2 separate regions of the Anas platyrhynchos genome follow, and region 2 is linked to region 1. A link is a contact called in public Hi-C data. All regions are on one chromosome and are shown on one strand. Each heading gives the region's core, a stretch centred on a gene start, on an enhancer-like site or on the middle of the called end of the contact. The rest is flanking DNA. Distances are from core to core; before and after follow the strand shown. Region 1 overlaps ABCA5 (ATP binding cassette subfamily A member 5). Region 2 overlaps LOC119713165 (ATP-binding cassette sub-family A member 10-like).

Evidence for each region. A called contact is a pair of places that touch in the nucleus more often than the background predicts.
Region 2: a Hi-C map of liver shows a contact between it and region 1, with 2.1 times the contacts expected there. The contact joins two enhancer-like sites. A contact is called at or near these places in 5 of 8 Hi-C or Micro-C datasets (F1 follicle, liver, skeletal muscle and 1 more).

Annotation. Positions count from the first base shown.
Region 1 is chr19:2,696,039-2,703,013 of IASCAAS_PekinDuck_T2T, reverse strand. It overlaps ABCA5 (ATP binding cassette subfamily A member 5), which reads right to left. Exons shown (of 40, transcript XM_038165409.2): 19 at 5,605-5,724; 20 at 4,397-4,598; 21 at 3,983-4,152; 22 at 3,022-3,155; 23 at 1,787-1,924; 24 at 1,515-1,628; 25 at 985-1,155; 26 at 1-77. Among named protein-coding and RNA genes, the nearest start is that of ABCA5, 19 kb to the right of the region's middle. Within about 2 kb of position 2,498, at least 1 of the 8 cell types and tissues checked has an H3K27ac peak or open chromatin away from gene starts, as enhancers often do.
Region 2 is chr19:2,760,687-2,767,661 of IASCAAS_PekinDuck_T2T, reverse strand. LOC119713165 (ATP-binding cassette sub-family A member 10-like) reads right to left here. Exons shown (of 39, transcript XM_038165374.2): 35 at 6,516-6,635; 36 at 6,174-6,314; 37 at 5,802-5,881; 38 at 5,666-5,721; 39 at 4,922-5,510. The coding sequence ends at 5,412. Among named protein-coding and RNA genes, the nearest start is that of FAM20A, 29 kb to the left of the region's middle. Within about 2 kb of position 3,376, at least 2 of the 8 cell types and tissues checked have an H3K27ac peak or open chromatin away from gene starts, as enhancers often do.

The DNA.
Region 1 (6,975 bases), core at 1,249-3,748:
TGGACTTTTTTAAATGTGAATGAGACGACATAAGTGAACAGCACGACTGACGGGACGTAGCCGATCAGGCAAAAAAGCTGCAGAGACAAGAAAGGTTTCTCAGGAAGCGTGCAGTATGAACCCATTTTTTTTTTTTTTGTATGTTTATCAGCTGATGTTATTTTAGGGTTGTACATGATTCTGGGTACAGCACGTGTCATTAAATACAGAAATAGATGCATAGGTAGGAACGCCCTTGAATGTAGTTCCATGTTTGCTGTATTTCCTCTTGCTTTTATTTAACACAAAAAACACAGGCTTCCATAAATATCAACCTGATGATTTTAAGAAATATTACCAAGCCCTCCATCAACGTTAGCGTTTTTGCAACAATCAGAACAAGGGATGGATGCACCAGTAACAGATCAGCCCTGCAGCACAACGGTCACACCCCAAACCTGATTAGCGCAGAGCTACCAATTCTGGGAAAGAAACTGGGAAAATCCAATTCTTCTCAATTACAGCTAGGATTTCAGAAAAGCCAGCTCCAACTATAAAAGATATGATGGCTTGTAGCCTCCTTCGTTTATGCATATGCTGCAATTCATTGCGGAGCTGGTCTGTGTTCAAAGTCACCGCAACCTTGTCATTAGCAGAGTGCCGATGCAAGCGGCGCAATTATCAAATGGCAGCAACAGCGCAGAGCAAATTGAGCAAAGAATGACGATGCACTTCCTTGGAAGGTTCTGGTAATTTAAAGCTGTTTTATTCTGGTTCTCAGTTAAACCCTAAATACTTCCCCCCTCCCCCCTCAGGGGAAGAAGAGGTTTTGCCTTTGGTACATTCAGGCTGGTGCCTCTGCACCAGGAACCCTGACCAGGCATTTTCTGTATAGATTGTTCTGGAAAACCCTGCTGAACCATCTGATAAAAATAAATGCTTGTGGAAAATAACAGAACCAAGCCCCTGCACCCCTGTGTGTCCTCAGGTCCCCACCACACTCACCACAGCCATGAACTTGCCGACGTAGAAATAGATGCCATAGTGGAAGGCAAAGAGACTGCCTATCATCAGGACGAGGATGGAGAAGAACAGCGGGAGGTCAACGACAGCTTGGCCCACCCAGTAAGCAGATGGATAAAGCCCTGCGATTTTCAGCTGCGTGTATGCTTTGATCTGCAACAGGAAAAGAAAATGCCCACGATGGTCATCTGTATTGGTACATGGGTGGGCTCTCATTTCTTGATATGACTCACCACTTTTACATGGACATTGTATACATGTAGAAGCACATCGCCCACTTGTTGCTGATCCTAGCTGCCAAAGCACGTAACATTTCCACGGAAAGCCAAAGGGCTTTTCTGAAACCTGCTCTACCCAATGCCACCAACACCGGAGTCGCTCCTGCTCTGCTCTGGCTGCCCTGTGCCTCGCAAGGCAAAGGATACTACTTAAAACACCTCCGAAGATCTTTCCAAAAAATCCCAAGATTTTTAAGATCTTGTGTGTCTACAAATCCACACCCAGAAGTTTACCTTATGGTTTTCTGCGTTCTCCATGGCAAAATAGGGTGGCATGCCCGTGACAATGATTCCCAGCAGCACAGCTTCGAAATAGATCTCCAGTTTGAAAACAGTATCTGGAAGATCCTGAAATGTACATCAGATTTCTTCAATAATAGAACGCGTGTGGGGAAAAAAATGCACTTATGATTGGAACGCGACTGGGAGTGCAAAAGCATGAGTTCTTGAGCCCACCTCAGCACCAGCTCTGCTGCCTGCCGCAAACTGTCCCCAGCCCTGCTCACCTGGATGAAGGGGTTGCTCCAGATCTGAATGCTCTCGCTTACGTTCAGAGTGCGCAGCAGTAGGTTGCTGACAATATTCATCAAAACTGGCACGGCATGCACCATGGTACTGTTGAATACGATTGTGAAAACATAGTTCTGGAAAGAGAAGTATTTGTTACATTAATTAGTCTGCCTGAAGGGTAACGCCCTGAAAGGGCTCTCCTGTGGGCTTAATTAAACCTGAACAATGATAAAAAAAAATCTCTGCATGACAGAGGATGCTTTGCAGGAAGCTCTGTGCTGCTCAGAGTGGTTAGAACTCAAAACCTAATTCAATAATACAGTCATGCTCATAGAGAACAAATTATTTGGAGTAAATCCTCAAAATGTTTTATGCAACTGTTACACTCTGACAAATGATGCTCCAGCCAATTACAGCCTGAAAAACAAAATACACAAGGATCTGCACTCATAAGTTCTTGCTAATGCATTTCAAAAACAGACAAAAATTTATGTTAGCTAAGGACTGCACTGTCACACTGCTATTAGTAGTTGCAACAACAACAAAGAAAAAGGGAACAAGAGATAGAGCTGGCATACTGCAAAGCATTTCCTTTGTTGGAAATTAAATACAACCCTGATATTCAAATCATCCTGACACTCCTTCAGTGACCATTGTGAAATGAATAATTCCAGTCCAAGATACTCATTTTTCTTTACACATGAGAGCACCATGGAATTATACTTCTGTCAAATTGTGTAATTCAGCCAGTGCAAGTAAGGAATAAGTTCATATGCCAGGTCTCTTGTGAAGTAAAATATTTCTCTTGGCTTTTTGTGTGTTTGTGGGGAAAGAAGAGGAATGGAAGTTTTATTAACCTACCATAATTATCATTATGAAAGAATGAATTTATTTTGAGCATATTTCCAGTCCTCTACAAGTCCTCTTTGCAGGCCTCTTGCATAAGCAATATTATATGACATTATTTGATTATATAATTCAATACTTTGGACGTTTAAAAATTTGATCTCCTTATTGAAAACAACCCAGAGCCTCAATACACAGAGTGGTCCCCAAATGTTCACGCAAACAGCAGAGATGAAATTTCAACCCTATCACCTCAAGTGAACAATCAGCATCAACCTCATCAGGTTCACCCCGAGCCTGCCTTTCAGGACAGAGCAACAAAACCAGCCCCTGGCCAGCTGCTCTGGGATATGACCGAGCAGGTCTGTCTGTTTCTCTGTCTCACCTGTCTGGATTCAAGGTCGAAAACATTTAAACCTGCACTGTGAGGTGCAGCTGAAACGTAGTCACTGTCATTGAACATCTCCACCAGGACGTTCAGGCTCCCGAGAGAGTGGACAATGTCATCAATATCCGAGTCTGGTAAGAGACAGAAAAAGACATCACCAGCTTGCAGTGTTTTACACAAAATTATTGATGTGTTTTCAAGTCAGCAGTGCTGCAGTCTTCTCCCTGATCTAACCATATGATAGCGACCACCCTTTCATTACACGTGCCCGCTAAAGAGAGTCCTCTGCTGTTCTGAGCACCGCAGATGTTTTTGTCTCTGCTTCCCCCTCCGCAGCCTCCCCAGAGCTCAGGAAACACTCGGTTATTTTATACAATGAAGTCGCACAGGCCAAATGCAACAGTTGGAAGCAGAGGTGCCAAGGAGCATCATCAGGTTACCCAGCGTTTCAGCTGCACAGACAATTAGCTAACAGACAGAAATCAGAGGTGCTTTGATGCAGTATCTGGAGGACTGAAAGCGTATTATGTACAAATTCCCGAGAGCTCAAAAAGATGTTTATTTCTACTGCCCAGATTGCTGCTAGCCACTTTTAAAACATCTCCATTTGAAACAGAAAGGAATTTTACAAAGCGCTTTGTAGCAGGATTTTAATGCCGATGTCTCCAAGTGTCTCTGTGCCCAGCTCCTTCAGGATCATCTTTGTGTAGGGAGCACAGCACCACCACACACAGGAGGAGGGAGATCTCTGAAGTGAACCACACAACACAGAGGATTCTCACTCTCTACCGTGTCTGGCCACTTGCAAATGCTTGATTTGGATTCACTTCAAGGAAAGTTGTTTTGAACCCAGAAGGTTGCACCCACCAACTTTCCCCCCATCCTGCACCTTCCCTTCCCCACCCCAGGGGATGAAGCAGCCAGCAGCCAGCCCTGCAGAGCCCCTTCCCTCCCCTACCTGTGGAGTTCTGCAGCAGCAGCCGACTCCTGTACTTGTGATATTCCTCCCCAGGCTTCAGCAAGTACAAATCCGGGGAGAGTCTGACAGGAGCTATTGAATTTTTGATGTAGTGGTGCGTGAGAAACAACAAGATCTGAACGACAAGGAAAATCAGAAAAAGCAACAACCTGAAAGAAAAAAAAAGGTTTGGTTTTATTAAAATTCAGCAAATGCCGGCCCAGTTTATGTGCACGTCAATTAAAACATCTCCCTCACCCCAAAATGCATCTATTCAACAGCAATGAATAGGCTCCCGCTTGGTTATGTTTAAATGTAACTACAAACAATAATTAAATTGCATCCTGCCTCTTTCCCAGTGTCATTCAAACAGGTTTTGAGATTTTTGTATACAGAAAAAGCCTCAATACTTACATCACTCTGACACATTTATTTTCTCGCCTGAGACTAAGGAAGTGAACTTTTGCTATGGTGGAAACCTGCTTCTTCCACAGGGCTGCGTGGCTCATCGGGGGCGACCTGGTCTCTGAGAGCATCAGGAGGCTCTGCTCCATGTCATCGAGTGACTTTGTGTCTGCCTCCTCCTGCACTTGCTGGGAATTAAACACGCTGTAATCTGGAACAGAAGAGAGTAAAAGGGTATGGATTGGGCTGCTCTGACAGGGCTACATGGTTTGAGATCGTAGGTCTGGAGGAAGATTTTCTGAAGTCAATTCTTGACCACTGCTATTGAGAAACCACCTCATCCCTCCCTGGGCTCTCAATTTAGCCCCAAGGCCCATGATACTAATGTACCCCAAAGCACACAGATCAGACACTGAAGGCAGATGATACAGATTTCTGCCCCGGGGAGAACAAAACTGATAGCCTACAAACACTCAGATGGTGCAGCCTTGCCCCAGCTCCACTACATCAGCCCAGGCACATACCTGCATTACTCAGCATCAGCTGTTAAAGCCCCTTACACCCACTCAAAAACTTTGCAGTGTGGATAGTTTACTACTCTGCATTGCAAAAAGCTCTAAAAAGATAAAGGCAGCTTCAGCCCTTCACAGCTGACATCAGAAGATCTGATCAGCTCTGCAGTAACAGTCGGCGGTCCCAGCTTTTCATCTGGATGAAATTTAAAGGAAGGCGAGAAAGACAAGCTCAGCTTCAGCCTTACATGCAGGCTACCAATATTACTGCTCACCTAGAAGGCTGGAAATGAATTTTATATCATGAATTTCTTCAAAGTAAGCTCCATGAGGTAAATAGAGCACATTATAAAAAGATAGACATAAGAAGTGCAGCTGTGAAGCAAAGAAGTGAGATGTAGGTACACTGTATGAAAATTAAATCGTTGCAGAGACAGCACCAAAAAGCCTTTTCTCTTCATCCTCCCAGAATTTCTCTCCACCCAGCTCAGCTTGTGTGTGTTTTTCCTGATAAATATTTCAAAAACCTGGGATAACGCAAGGCCTGAGGTGCCCTGTGCCACTAGACACAGTGCTCTGCGAGGCGTTTTTAATTCTTACCTCCATAGCAAGCCTCCTAGCAGCGATGCGGCACAGCAACACCTACACTACCTCGTACTAAACCACATACAAGGGAGAACAGGAAAACACCATGGGCCGTCCCACCTGCTTGATCGATTTCTGCCTCAACTTCCAGCTTCAGGTAGACATCCTCCAGAGTCGTCATGGAAACACCGTAAGTAATAACGCCCAAATGGGAGTGGGTGTCGAGGTCAGAAAACAAGCCTGCAGACAGAAGTGAAGCACACTGGTTGCTCTGGGACAGGATAACATCGTCCTCCCGAGAGATCTTCAAGCAAGCCAGAAGTGCTCTGCATCCCTAAGGCCTTCAAGACCATAGCGTGTAAATGTGGCTACTTCATCTTGAAGACACAGGTCATGGCATGACAACCAAGGTGAGGATCGGCTCATTTTAGCACAACACTTTTCATCCTATGTGGTCAGGTACAGAAAACGTGGTGTGTGGTGTAAGAAAACCACATCAGCATTCTCTTGAGTTCAGCACTGCCTCCTGGCTGGCTCCAAGAGCCCCTCTCCTGGGCACAGCACAGCAGGAGAGCTCATCCCACCTAGATCTGTGCTCAGGTACAAAGAGATTTTACCAAAAAAAACCCAAACAACTGATAATTGCACATTCAAAAAAAAAAAAAAAAGTCACCCAGTTCTGTAAAGCCAACTTAATTAGGCAGGGGATCCTGGATGACATGCATAGCTTGGAGATCAAAATTATGTTCACAGAGAGAGCATTTATTAGTGCCTCAGGGCAAAAACCACTACCAGGCTCTTGCCAGTCCTATGAAGCGAAGCACTTGACAAAATGAGGAACTTCAGAGCCAATACCTCACTGAAGGAAAACATAGACTCATAAAATGGGAAGAGTTGCTGGACACCCAACAACGCTCGCCAGGTCTCCCCAGTTGCTCCTGCCTCCATTGCTGAGGCACATCCTAGCCTTGACTTCTCCTTAAAACAGTTTGGGGGAACTGAATCAGTCTTGCATAAAGATGTTTCTTTTTGAAAAGTACGAACAGTGACTGCTAAAGGTAAAGCTAATAAATTATTTACTAGTTAAATGTAACGGGAAAAGGGCATTTATGAAATGTGAGCTGCAATCACATCCATATTGATTTCCCCTTAGCTTTTCCAACAGTGAAAAGGACACACTGTTTCTTCCATTTTCTTCCGGGAAACAAACAAGGAGTGCTGTGTACAATTAAAATCAGATAATTGCTGCCATCTAGTGAAACTAACACATTTGTTCCACACTCTCTCTCTCAACAGTGAATTTCAATGCAGGGCCACAATGCTCTTTGTGGCTCACAACAAGGGGGATTATTGTAGGACTTATTGGCTTCCGGCTGGAGGCCAGCCCTGGTCACTGAAATGTTCTGCAGTAAGAAGATACTTGTGCCAGACAACAGGACTCTTGGACAACAGGGTCTTTTCACGTTTCTGCTACAGGCATCTCACCAGCAT
Region 2 (6,975 bases), core at 2,127-4,626, 64 kb before region 1:
CCCCCGATGGGTCCTTTGAAGGCAGGAGAACAAGGACAGGGCAGGCACCAATTCTTGCTCTTGCCCATTTCTTGCTTTTTGGTCTCTTGTGACCAGCAAATACAAATCCTGGTGTGAGATGCAGAGGGATGGGACGGGTTCCTCAGCTGGGGGTAGCATGGCTGTGCTGCAAAACGCTGCCAAGAGTTTTCTGTCCTACCCCAAGGGGAGAAAAATGTGGTGGTTTCAAGGCCAGTTATTTTTCAGATTAAAGCAAAAAAAATAAAAAAAATAATAAAAAAAATCTTGCTTCTTTGTGTTCTTCTTTCTGAATTCCTACTTAGCATCCTGAAAGCCCTTCAGAGGATTTGCATTTAGAACATGAAATGAATTTCTCACAATGAGGCCAAAGAAAAGCGAGGCGCGTGGGTGGAAGGAGCTGTGGCCCCTGCCAGCAGCCAGCGCCAGCGAGTGGATGTCCTCAGCTGCCTCAGGTGAGGCCAAACCCAGCAGAGCTCTGCCTCGAGTCCTCCTCATGTCCCACAGCCCTTGATTGAGGTTAAAATATTGTTTTAAATAAATAACCATTTAAATAAATGGATGCTGGGACTGGCAACATAAGGGTTGTTTCCAACAGCCCAGTGCAGACCTTGCCTTTCAGCCCGTCTGTGGACACGGGACTTACTTGAATAGCTGAAGAAACCTTAAAAAAGACCCTTTTATCTCTGTCCTTATGGCATCATCCATGCTTCTTGGGTGAAGAACCAAGAGAAAGGACCTGCTCCTGCAAGCCCCAAGCCCATGGGAAGGATCTGCCTTTGGTGTCTGTGCTGAAATCCATCCGACTGTCCTCACCCGATCCCAGGCTTGCCCAGGGACACAATACTTGCAGGTCTAGATGACTTTGGATAATTCCAAACAGCCAAAATTAATTTGGAAAAGCAGAAAGGCCCGCAGGAGGGAACGTATCCAGTCCCTGTGACCACAGACACCCAGGTGCTCAGCTCCTGCCCAGCCCCGTTCCCTCCTCGCCCAGCCACAAAGCACTGCCCGATTCCTGTGGCAGGACACGGGGAGGCACACGGACAGACGGACACTTGCATTCTGCCTGGAACACAAGTTCGTGAACTCCTGTTATCATTAAAGCCTGATTTAATTAAAACATCATGCCTTACACAACCCTCGCCCTCTTTTTAAAAAACGTTTCCTGCTTTTTCCAGCTGGACAAGCTATCCCTCTGCCTGCTTTGAAGTAAATATTTTGTTGGGTTTGGCTGCTGTCGCAGCCACACAGAGCCTTCTGCCTGATATTTTATCCATCTGGTGCTGAAGGGCTGCAGAGCAGCTTCAGCCTGAAGCCTCGGGAGGGTGCAGAGATGCTGCGGGGAGTTAAGGAGCATCAAGACAAGGGAAGGAGCGGTCTTCTTGGCTTTCACGTGCATCCTAATTCATGCCTTAAAAATGAAATACTCTCAGTGATGCTCGACTGGACGTCCTGGCACTCGTTGGGGAGCACAACCCAGGCCGGCTGAGCCGAGGACCCGCTGCAGCCCGCTCAGGGGGCAGCAATCCAAGCACCATTTCCTCTTTTGTCTCCGGTGAATGGAAAAAGCGGCTTGGCCTCCACGCTGCGGGGGCTGCCAGCATCTGCCTTGCCTCATTCCCCGTGCTGCAGGAACAGCTGGCCCTGTGCGGGGCGGCCAGCTGCGGGCAGCTGTGCTCGCCGGGATGGAGCCTCCTGGGGGCTTCAGGGCTTATTTTTATTTTATTTTATTTTATTTTATTTTATTTTATTTTATTTTATTTTATTTTATTTATTTTATTTTATTTATTTTATTTTATTTTATTATTTTATTTTACTTTATTTTATTTTACTTTATTTTACATTTTCATTTCATTTCATTTCATTTCATTTCATTTCATTCATTTCATAGCATTTCATTTCATCTCATTTCATCTCATTTCGATCTTACTTTGTTTTATTTCATTTATATTTTGTTTTATTTTATCCATATCCTGATTTCTTGATACTTTCTTTTACTTGTACCAGGGCTGCCCTGAAAAAAGGATGTTTAATGCTCAGCCAAGCCACGAGGTCTTGAGATGTCCTGCAGGACACCAACCCTTTGCGTAGCATCTCTCAGCCTTACCCTCCTCCGTACAAGTTTGGCTCATTGATATTTTGAAACTTCCATTGCTGCTTTTCCTGAAGTTCCTTGAAATTTGAAAATTTCAGGCCATCACCACCTTTCCCAAAGACGTGGGCTGCTCCTTGATGTCCCTCGGGGGTGCCTCGGTGGCAGCTGCAGGGGGAGGTTTGAGGTTTGTCCCCCAGCCCCTCAGCTGAGGGCAAGGGAGGAGGGAGGGAGGCGGGGGTGACCTCTGAAGGGAACGTTCAGGAAGCCTGCTTGCTTCTAGGAAATCACACTCTTGTCCTCTTGTCCTTTTTTTTTTTTTTTTTTTTTTTTTTCTTCCTGATGAAAATGTTAAGTGCTCATGAACTTTTCGAGCACTTTTGTTCGTTCCCCGCTGCCAGCTGAGCCCGGCTTTGTGCTGGGGACAGACCCCCTTTTCTCCAAGTGCTGGCCACGGCCCAGCTCCTGGAAATCCTGACGTGGTGCTGGCGATGGCACCAGCCCCGTCCCCCTTCCCTGGGGGCCTACACGAAGCCTTGGTCCCAACCAGCTCTCCGTGGGGGGCTCTGTGGGTCTCTGCCCTTCTCCTCCTTGTGCAGGAGAGGATGGAGCCAGCTCCAGCTGCCTGGCATGGGAAGCACCGAAGAGCACCCAGAACAACCCGCCAGCCCCGTGCTAAGAAGCAGGATGGGGTTACTTAAAAAAACACACAGTACAAGTGCTTTTGGAAGGAGCAGCCACGGCTGGAGGTGCTCCAAGGAAAGGAAAAGCCCAGTCCAGCCCCAGCAGTGCAATTGCCCCAGGGAGATGTCACGCCTCGTCCTTCCCTCTGCTTCCCTCATCCCCCATGCACCCGGCTTCCCCTCGCCATCCCCTGTCACTCTGGGACAGGATTGGGGGAAGTTTGCTGGGATTTTGTTATGGTTTGCATCATTCAAAGGCCTCCAAATGGACCCTGTCACCTGGCTGTGATAGAAAAGAGATTTCCTGGTGAAAGGAGTGAGGTCTGCACGTAGGGACAGGGATATGGAGGGGAACAGCAAAATATGACATTAACTGCTGTGATATGGAGAGGGTGGTGGCTTGCACAGCCCTGAGCTCCCCACAGCCGTAGAGTCCCCTTCCCTTTCACCGAGTTTGCATTTTCTGCAGCCCAGTGCAGGAGAAGGTGACCGAAATGCTTGGGGATTTCACATACCCCATTTCCCAGGGGCGGGGAGTAAAAGCGGAGCTGTTGTGCAAGTGGGAGGGAACAAGGAGCCCTCTGAGCGAGCGCCCCAAGCACCAGGCGTGGTTTGGGGCTGGGTGTGCAACCTACACAGGCAGGGATTGCGACACAGCCACCAGGTTATGTAAAGAAATCTGGATTCATATCTTCTGTGAGGGTCTGAGCTCCAGCAAATGAGCTGAGTGCAGGCATAGCGCGTGCCTGCTTTTTTTTTTTTTTTTTTTTTTTTTTTTTTTTTTTCAGGAGGAAAATCCTCTCATTAATCTTTACACCAGAGGAAACGAATCCTTCCAGAGAGCTGACTCATGGAATTGCTGATATGAAGAGCAGGAAGGGTTTTTGTTGGATCAGGCATGGGGATGTTGCATGTAAGAATTATAGGTGATATAAATTCAAACTCTTCTCAAGGCTGGCACAGAGCACCACATCATTTCCCATGTCATGCCACTGAGACACTTCCCATGGCAGGGTTTGGGGCCCTGTACTTTGCTTGCCCACTACAAACCAGATCTGATGGGTTTCAGAGCACAATTTAGGGCTGGCACCACTGCTCCTGCAAGGTCTGCCCAGCTCCTGACCATGGCCATACACCATTGCCCTTCTGGGACACCTGGAAACACCCAGGACACCCAGGGAAAGCCGTGTCCTGGTTTTGACCCGTGGCATATTCACTGGCCATTGCAGCAAAAAGATAAAGCCCCGAGCAGGTATGAGGTTAATTAAGTGCAGAGCAACTCTAGAAGGGAGTGATGGATGTATAGAGACAAGCAGAACCAGCAGCAGCTTTGCTTTCCAGAAAGATTAACAGCAGCTCCCATCAATTCCCTTTCCAGAAACTCTGCAAATGTACCAGGACTTCCACTTTCCACGGAAAATATTCCTGTGCTGCTGCCATGACCCTCGGTGGGTTGCGAGCCCTAAATGCTTCCCTGCCAGAGGCTGCGCCAGAGGAGCACGGCCCCTGTTACTGCTCTGGTTTTCACACGCTGCTCCTGCCCTGCCCTCCGAAGCCTTTGCAGCTGGCAGCTCTTCAGCTTCCCCTCGGCTAGCACAAACTCACAGCGCGGGCCGTAACAAGCTGCTGACAGGAGGCTGCTGCTCTGGGGGTGCGAGGAGCACTCCGACCTCGACTGCAGAACAGCCAGGGCGAGCCGTGCCCCGGGGGGTGGCTGCTTTGCAGGCTCAGGACCCCTGCCCAAGTGGTGACAGCCTTTTGGGGGGATCCAGCTGCTGGCTGGGTGTGTGATGGTGCCTCGTGAGCACCAGGGCAGATGGAGCAGATATTTTCCCTTTGCTTTCTTATTGCCCAGCCGTTTGGTGATCCGGGACTTTCTGGCTGGAGGTCGTTTCCATGAATTCAGAAAATGCAGCTCCACCGCCGTGAGCTGACCCCAAATTCTGGTGGCCCTGAGCCCTGCCCAGGCTCACCAGCAGCTCCTGCAGCACTCAGCTTCTCCATCCCCTGCCCTGCCAAAGCCCCTCAGCCCCACTGCGGCCACCTCCATCCCCAGGGGGAGGAGGCTGAGCGTGCTGAGCTACTGCCGGGGGTCCGCAGCAGTAATGACACACGAGGGTGTTGCTGCGGTTTCTATAGAGACATTTATTGGAAGGATATAAAAATACAGTGTAAATTTTAATAAGATGTATTTAAACGTGTCTCAGGCACAGTCCCACACGTTGATGGGAGACGAGCCCAGGAGATTGGCAGTGTGTCCGGACTCCCTGCTGCACCCAGACCCACCGAGCAAAGCAAAACCTTGGTCCCTAGAGATGAGCCAGGACCCTTCTCACACCCTTCTGGTCCCTCTGCTCCCTCAGCCTCTGCTCTGAGCTGCTCCCTTCGCCAAGAGCTCTCGCAGCAGGCAGCATTTCATCAACCAGCCCTCAGAAACTCAGCCTGGGGCAGGGCTCGGTGCAGACACTCCCAGAGTCCAGGTGAAATGCCGTAAGAAATGCCCTTGGCAGAGCTCCTCCTCCTCCTCCTGGTACACCGATAATGACAGTAAATACGCGCAATATCACACCACTTAGGTTAATAGGGAGTAATGTGTAAATGAGCATCGTGGGTCTCTAACTGTCCTCCTGCTGCAGCTGTTTCCATTCGAAAGCCCCATCCAAAGCCAGATCGAAATTATCCTTCTCTTGCTCTCGGGAGAGTTCCAAAAACACCTGAAATGGGCAACATTAAGCTTGTATCACTTCTCAGACCCTCCCTAACCCTCTGATGCACCTTTGCAGGCGGTGCAGCTCCTGCAGTTTCTTGCCTCCTGCCCAGACCTGGCTTCTGTTCCTGCTCATGCCTTTGCAGCACGTCTGGCACCTACCTGAGCCAAAGTGTTCAAGGAGAAGCTGTACTCCTCGAGGCTGAAGTTCTGCTTGGCTGTGGAGAAATGGAAATAGAGCTGAAAATTACCAGTTGGTGCTCCACCTTTTCCAAAAGCCATCTTCCCTTGCTCTTACCTTCCTCTAGCTTGGAGAAAGACTGGGACAGGGGCAGCGCGTCTTCCATTGGGACCTTGTAGACGAGCAAAGAGGGGAAGCTGGGAGGAAAAGAAGAGGTGATTCCTGCTCTGTATTGACCATTGTCAATACCGTTTTTTACCATGAAAAATGCCTTTTTTAATGTCACACTCTGAGCTGGACCTGTGGGTGTTTTATTGTGGGGATGGCAGCAGGGCTGGGCTTGGTGACATTACGGGACCAGATCCCCACAGAGGGACTCTGACCCCTCTGCCTCTCTTCACCCGAATCCTGCATTTGCCCACTGCACTGGGCACACTTTTGGGGAAGAGGTGATCCTGGAGCCTCTGTTCATCCTGCATTTATACTCACCGCTCCTGACGGGCTGCACTCGGGAAAATCCTCAAAACCTCAGTGTGGAGGAGATCCGTGCTCTCTGGGTCCTTGACTTTAATTTCCAGCAGGTAGCCTTTGCCAAACTTGCTCTTCAGGTACTGAATGGAGCCAATGCACCTGCAAGGGAGGCGTGAAGCATGAAGTCTGTGTGAAACCACTGATCCCCACCCGTCTGCTCCTGCCCAAATCATCCTGCAATGGGGAGCACTTCATAACACCCATGCTGGGGGGCTCAGGAGGCCGAGGCTGGAGGGGAAGACCCCATTGGACCCAGGGGGGCTGAAAAATGTTTCCTGTCCCAGCCACACCACTGCCCACCGTAGCTGCCCAGCCACCAGGATGGCCACGCGGTCACACACCGCCTCCGCCTCCTCCATGTAGTGCGTGGTCAGAATGGCCCCCGTCTCCTTGGTTTTCAGGGCGGCACGGATCATTTTCCTGAGGACACAGAAAAAAAGAAAAAAAAAAGAAAAGCCAACACTCCCTAGAAATGCCAGACATGTTTTCTTAAACCTTTTTGCCCCTCCAAATACGCCTACCCCTAAAACTAACATAAAAGGATATAAAAACTTTAGACTGGTGGCACTTGGAAATAATGAGAATGTTTCTTATTTTTGACTCAAGTCCAATTATGGACTTCTAAACCCATATACAACCATCCTAAAATCTACAACAAGGATGGATTCAAAAGAAAAAGGGCTTCTCTCTTCTCGCTCATGCATTAGTTGGGGAGAACCAGGAAAACAGCGATTCTGATAAAACCACTGGCCCGAGGTGA